Linked DNA regions of Triticum aestivum: region 1 is linked to region 2. Evidence: chromatin contacts called from public Hi-C data. All regions are on one chromosome and are shown on one strand. The core of a region is the stretch at or near the end of the contact, and the rest is flanking DNA. Distances in the headings are between cores, read along the strand shown. Region 1 holds the start of LOC100146086 (zinc finger protein HD1). Region 2 holds the start of LOC123164280 (importin-9).

The links. A called contact is a pair of places that touch in the nucleus more often than the background predicts.
Region 1: a contact with region 2 is called in a Hi-C map of leaf, with 5 times the contacts expected there. The contact joins the promoter of LOC100146086 here to the promoter of LOC123164280 in region 2. A contact is called at or near these places in 2 of 5 Hi-C or Micro-C datasets (both in leaf).

The regions. Positions count from the first base shown.
Region 1 is chr7D:173,287,357-173,291,043 of IWGSC CS RefSeq v2.1, forward strand. LOC100146086 (zinc finger protein HD1) reads left to right here and starts at 1,817. Exons shown (of 3, transcript XM_044588418.1): 1 at 1,817-1,885; 2 at 2,177-2,995. The coding sequence starts at 1,817. All of the region lies in intron 2 of LOC123170561 (peroxidase 11), which reads right to left.
Region 2 is chr7D:172,945,488-172,949,178 of IWGSC CS RefSeq v2.1, forward strand. LOC123164280 (importin-9) reads right to left here and starts at 1,984. Exons shown (of 33, transcript XM_044581696.1): 1 at 1,627-1,984; 2 at 537-598; 3 at 315-407. The coding sequence starts at 1,756.

The sequences.
Region 1 (3,687 bases), core at 567-3,066, 340 kb after region 2:
AGAAAAGAAAGCACGAAGGCATAAGACGGTATACAACCAGGTGTGGAGACAACCCATTCTTCGGAACGTGAAGGCATGGGACTCGCCTTGCCCAGCCTCTAGCCAAGAATGACGAAGAAGCGACGCACAGGGCCTCGAAGGCTTCTTCACGACAGCTGCTGGACACCTCTCTAACACGACCATGACACAAGAGCTGCCCCAGTCAAAGTACCCCCAACATTGCTTTAGTTGTCACCATCTTCTAAATATCTTGTGTCATGGAGCCCATTCTTCAGTTGTTTTGGCAACTCATGAGTCACCACCTACATGAAACTTCTGTATATATACGCACTCATGAAACAGAATAAATATGGATATGAGCAGAAAAATATCTATCTTTATGCTTTTAGCTGCACATACCTGATCGAACTACTGGTGGGAATGAGATTCTTTTCCCCAACATTATCGTCTTATTGTTTTGAATCATACATACCAAGGGGTAATTTGTTTAACGTGGTGCAAGGTTATCTAACCAAGTAACATAAGCTCCTTCAAACCAGTAGCCATGTTGCAGACTTACATGCAAATTTATCTTTTGTTCCAAAATCTTGTGTGAAGACTTGTTCAATCATTGAAAGTATCTAATTCACAGAAGAATTTATCTGATGCAACTTCATGCGCAGTTCGTCGACTATATGTGATACACCTCTATCCATAAAAATAAAGGAAAATACACAAATGAAGTATGTACATAAAGAATATATCTTGTTTAATCTCTAAATTTTGACACACTACTTAACTCAACCAACAAACAAGCAAACTTATTCGCAAAAAAAAAAAAACTCAATACATCAATCCAGAAAGTATCTCCTTTTTTACACTATAAAGAAGGTATCTATGGCTGTCTTGCGCTGAGCACTAGCAGTACTCAAATAACCAAGCTACTCTTTCAAATACTATATAAGAACTCGTGAAAATAAGAACATTAATGTGTGTTCTTTTCTACAAAGCATAGTAACAAATGCATAGTAATTCATGGTCTGACAGGGCTAGTACCAAAGGCATAACTCAGAAAGGTTAGAGACTAGACCACAGATGGATTTGCCTTGAAAAGAAAAACAACAGATTCTAAATAGAACGCGTGAGAAGCAATGGGAATTTCTTGCTGGTTAGCAAATCCTCATAGCTGATAAGCAAGACGCACCGTCAAATTGACTTCTCCACTACACATCATATTAGATATTTTCAGATGAATAGGACGGCAAAGAAACTATCTAGTGACATGGCGGGTGCTTTTGAGCTTTTCTCAATATCTCAACTTGCTACCTCACACTTGAGGTTCCAAAAGGCGGAACGGCTAAGGGAGAGCGCCAATGAATGGCAGGAAACCTCATGCTTTGGAATCTAACAGAAGACAGCTCCCCTTTCTCTTTTGCTAAAGGGTGCAACTGCTCATAAAGAGAGATGCAGCATCTTCCCTCTGTCTCCTTTATACCATAATGGCTTCTAGTTCCCTCTAGTTTCTACCTTTAGGTTTAGTCCAATCCAGGCAAAGACAATTTCATCATCCAGGGCCAATCAATCGTGTGATATATATGAGAGTTCTCTTGATCGATGGAATGCACCTCCGGGTTTGCATCAGCGGCTATTCAAATTAGCTGGCATCTGAGTACAAATGTAAAAAGTGAACACACGGATCATCCTGACAAAAAATGGGAAAGTAATTGTAAAAGATTTAAGTCTTCTACTTGCAAACATGCAAATTTCTTTCACCAGATAGATTTGATATCAAGCTCAAGCAGATTTAGCTGAGCAACACTAGAGCTAACTCGCAGGCATGCCGAGGTGCATTAAATGTTTATCTGAAAACGACTCTGCATCGGAAGACCGGCATTGGCACAGGATAGTGAAGCAGCAACATCCAAAGCTAACCACAAACCAGGCACACTATAATCCTCGCCCCCAAGAATGACGCCAAGTGTCACCCCACTGACACCCTACTATTAGTATACTCTGGACTGGACGTCCTACATTCCTGACATTCCTCCATACTCACATAGGCAGTGCATGAACACATACGAAAGAGCCATGAGAGGTAGAGGAGCAGAAGAAGACATATACACAGAATATGTAGGGAAACAGTAGCTACTACCTTCGCTAATACCCCTTGCATGGTCTTTGTGGTGCAAGTCACAAGGCCACCTTGTTCATGAATTGTGTTTCCAACGGCACCGTTTATGAGGAGGCGGTTGGACGAGAAGGGAGCTGGGCCAGGCTGTGCGACGGATGTTGCACGGTGCCAAGCGTGGTGTACTGCCGCGCCGACTCCGCGTACCTCTGTGCATCTTGTGATGCGCAGATCCACGCTGCAAACCGTGTGGCCTCGCGCCATGAGCGTGTGCTCCTCTCCGAGGCCTACAAGCATGCACCAGTGGTGCTGGAATGTCATGCAGATGCTGCAGCGTTGTGCGCCGCCTATGAAGCACAGGTACACTACGCAAACCTGCTTGCCACGATGCACCAGCGCGTGCCCGTGGTGTCACACCCGGTCGCAGCCATTCCAGCTGCTTCTTTATTTGCCGAGGCAGCAGCCACCGCTCCTGTCCTCGGCAGCAAGGAAGAGGACGCCTCTTGGCTGCTGCTCAGCAAAGATTCTGATAACCATAATCACAGTGGCAACCACAGCAGCAGCAGCAGCAGTAGCAGATACTTTGGTGAAGTGGATCAGTACTTTGACCTTGTCGGGTACAATTCTTACTATGATAGCCACATGAACAACCAAGAGCAGTATGTGATGCAAGAACAACAACATCTGCAGCAGATGCAAAAGGAGTACGCGGAGCAGCAGATGCAAAAGGAGTACGTGGAGAAGGAAGGGAGTGAGTGCATAGTACCTTCGCAGTCTGCAATTGTGAGCAGGCCACATCAGAGTGGTTATGCACCACTTGTAAGGGCAGAGCAGGCTGCCTCCGTGACTGCTGGGGTTAGTGCTTACACAGATTCCGTCAACAACAGCGTGAGTTCTTCTATTACTTATTTATTATGGCATTACAACTTACATATCATGCTATAATTTCCTCAAACTAGAGTTCATGCATACTTCAGGTGGAAGACCATATGAAATAAAATGATAAGATCAGCCAGAGTACTTTTTTTTGGTGCAAGTGAAAGTGTGAAACGTCAGTATTTAGTGTTTCCTCACTTTTTTGGTTCTTTCTTCAACTTTTTCTACTTCTAGGTAGAGAACTTCAGCTGATTATTTCCAAAATGGAACTGCTGACATAGCCACTTCAAAGAAAAGTACACAGCCCATGCCTACGCAGATTAATGGATTAGTTTGTCTCCTTTTACACATAGAACACCCAACTCAGCTCAGTAATTAAAAAGTCAATCCATATGTAAACTCTGAAATTCTCTGCCAACTAGAGAAGTACACAATTCATCTCTAGGAAAGTACACTAATTAAAATGGAACTGCTGTCATAGACACTCCAAAGAAAGTCTAGGCATATAATTGATTATTAGTCCGTGTACTTTCTAAACATAGAATATTCAAGTTTTCTCAGTAACTAAAAGGTCACTCGACTCACTCCATACACACACTCTCAAATTCTCTGTCAACTAGAAACTACGCTCTCTGTTTACCAACTTTTCTATACACACCAATGACTACATGAAAGAATATGATATATCATTAGATATTTCATAA
Region 2 (3,691 bases), core at 734-3,233:
TAACAGAAAACTCGGTTTTAACAACGGTAGTAGATGTGCTGCCATATGCCATAGAATAATCAATGATCAATTCAGGCAAACATGAGTTTTTTTAGCAGAGCATTTACTCTACTAGTGTGGATACCATAACCCCTTCACACAACCATCTAATGTGTATTTTCAAAGCATATTATTGTTTTTTGTGAGATAAGAACAAGCAATCAGCTCCATTTGTTTCAACAAGCGAAAAGCAATGGGAAATGACATCAGGAGTATGCTATGACCTGAGTCCTAATTTGTTGCATTCAACAAAGAACAGGGGATAACCTAAGTACCTTTTCTGAGGCAGAAACAACAGGAGGCACAAAATTGTCTTCGTCTTCCTCCCAGTGCTGCTTGATGAACTGTTTTAACAAAACAGCAGCTAGGTAGCAGGAAGTAAAGGACCAACAAACAACAAGAAGATTGTCCAACAAGTGATGCCAAGTCTAACAAAAATACAGTGTACACAACAGAGTTCCCATGAAAAGAAACTGCAAATAAAATACTGAGGATATCTGACGTAGCCCAAATGGGACCTCCTTGTTGACTGTGACCTTCGTGAGGGCAGCTCCATATCCTGAGGAAACATTATAGCAAAACCACGAAATTGTCAGCTGACAGCAGGAGATTAGTGAGTGAAAATACACTTCATGTCTCAAGATAATGACCAATTCAAATATTTTGTTCCAACAGTTAGGTAGTCAAGAGGTTATGAGCTACCATGCAGCAAAAACCATAACTCATGAACCCACAAGAACTGAGCAAGAGGGCATGACTCAGGAACTCAGGATGCTACAAAACCAAACTATATGGTTCTTATGTGGTTGAAAAGCATGAGTACAGTAAAATGACATCATGGATTAGGGCCCAAAGATGATGCTTCCAAGAGAAATGTAAGTAGTAAATCACCACAATGGCAAATGGAGCCTTGTAACTCTGAGCCGAAGAGGCACACTAGTGACTTGCAGTCCAGGATTTTGTCCTTCACCCTCCATCACCGCATCACGCACCAATCCTCGCACGCCCTCAACCAATGGTCGGGGGTAATTATTTTGGAGAGAGTAGAGAGAAGGGAAAGAAATGGAAAAGGATATGCTGGAGCCTAATTCCGTGTATTGTCCATGTGAGATGCCACATCTGCCCTGACAGTGGTTCAGGGCCATTACTTTGGTTGTTTAGCTCAAGTCAAAGGCAGTCAATCCTCTGCAACGGTTAGTCCCAAGAATGGTGGTTTTCTGGAGAGAGGAAAAGTTCAAGGCGGTTGTTTTCCAATAGACTGTCTCAAAGGTGTTGGTTCTGTGTAATTTATTCCACTACTGCAATGGTGGTCAGCACAACAGGTCAAGAGCAGTTGCAGTAACAAAAGTTAAGCAGCTCCATGGGTAGTATTTAGGCAATTGCATCTGCCAGCCGTCTCCTAAACAGCAGCGGCATGGCGCACGGGAGCTTTAGGACACTGCGAAGCAGCCGCTGGCGCATCTGGAGGGGTCAAATTCGAAGCTCTCGCACTCTCAAATCGTCAACGGAGCGTGGCCACCAACTCGGAGCAGAAGCAGCCTCGATCCAGCAAGGTCGGTTACTGAGCGAGGGGCGGCGAAGGCGAACCTGGCTGGAGGGAGGCCTGGCAGAGCGACTCCTCGGCGAAGGCGCGGACCTCGCGGGCGGTGTCGAGGGTGGCCGTCAGGCAATCCACGAGCCACCGCTGGTCGCCGTCCGCCGCACCCGCCGCCGCCATTGCAAACGATCGACCGCCGACGACGCCTCGCCTGGGCCTAGGGTTGGGTTGGAGCTCGGCGCGGTCGCCTTTTGGTTGAACGGGATTGATTTTGGTTTGAGCGGGATCGCTCGGAGAAGGCGGGCGGGTGGTGGGAATGGTGGGGGATTTGGGGGTTTTTCGCTAGGGTTTTTATACGGGAGCGGAGGGTAGGCGGAAGAGGAGACAGGGTGGTGGCGGCCGGGGAGAAGAGGAAGAGAGCGAACGGGTTAAGAAAAAGGCTGCGCTGGACTGGGCCGGCTTTCCAGGCTGGTTGTTGGTTCGGTACGCGTTCGCTGGACTTTGGTGGAGGCGGCTGCTATTTTGAATGGCGAGAAAGTTGGCATGCCAAATAGCTGAATGGCGGGAAAGTTGGCATACCTAGCTAAATCTCTATCTGTTACTTAAAAAAAAGCTAAATCTCTATCTCTACCTCTAGTCCTCTACTTACTTAAAAAGAAAATAAGGTTTTCATTTCACTTTTCTTCCAATCACCTTTTCTTGCATGATAATAAATCAACTTACTTTACTTGCCTTTTCCACTTTAATTTACTTACCAAACTTCGGATCAAAATATAAGGTAATTCATGCGCAGAATTTGATGATCATTTATTCACACAATCGCATTATTATAGACAGGTAAATCACAATCCGGCGTACTAGAAGATTTATGTCTTTGCAACGCACGGGCATTGTTCTCGTAGAGAAAAAAAGATAGTAGGAATAGCTGAACTCTATTTAGCGCCTTCTCCGCCGGTTACTGTTTATATTCGATAGGCCGGCACATCTCCTCTCCACCGGGGCTCGGCCCATTTAATATTTTTTTTCACTCTTTCACGACCGCATTTTTTCTTCATTTCCACAACGCCCCGCTTGTGAATGGGCCAGCCAGTCGCTGCTTTTGTTTTTCTGAATCATCCCAGCCGATTTTGTAAACCTTCTAGAAGCTTACAGTCGGTTTAAGAAAACTTCAAATCTTTTTTTCAGTTTTCCTAATTGGTATTTCTTCTTTTTCGTTTTTTATTTATTTCACTATTTTTTCAAATGTATGAACTATTTTAAATTTTGTAAAGAAATTCAACTCCATTAATATTTTGTCGAATGCATGAAGTTTTTCAAATTTGTGAACTTTTTTCAAATTGTACAAACTTTTTTTGAACTCGTCAAATTTTTGAGTTCACAATTTTTTTACAAATCCGTGAACTTTTTTGAACTCGTCAACGTTTTCAAGTGTGCAAAAAAATTCCAAATCCACGAGTTTTTTCGAATTCGTGAACTTTTTTCAAATCCACAACCTTTTTTCCAATACTATGAACTTTTCTAGAATTTTTATTTTTTTCAAAATTAGAAAAAATATATTTTGAACCTTTTTACAAGTCTATGAATTTTGTTCAAATCCACAATTTTTACAAATTTTCATGTTTATTTATCTTTTACGGTTTTTTCAGATTCATTTGTTTAATTCAACGATCAATGGTTGACCAGATCACATGAGAATCTTCCGAGAGCAACCGAAGGAGGGAGCTCCTAACCGGCGCCTTAAGCGCCGGTTCAGGAATCTGGCGCTCGCACACCGACCTCATGGGCCGGCCCACCACGCGCTGTAGAAGGAAAAATGTCTGGCGAAAAAAACACGCAAAAAAACTGCAGGTACCGTCACTCGAACTGAAGCATTGAAACTACAGGGAGGAACCATTCCGCTAGCCACTACAACAAGTAACCGCTAGAGACTACAATGAACGCGAAATGTATAAGAACCAATAAATTAGCGCTATTTATTAGATTTCCTAATTATTTTAAAAACACTTCATCAAATTTTGAAAAAAGTTTACCAATTAAAAAAAACAGTTCATTGATGTTTAATAAAAGTTCAGTGAACTAAAAAAAGTTCATCGATTTTCAAAAAAGTTCATCTAT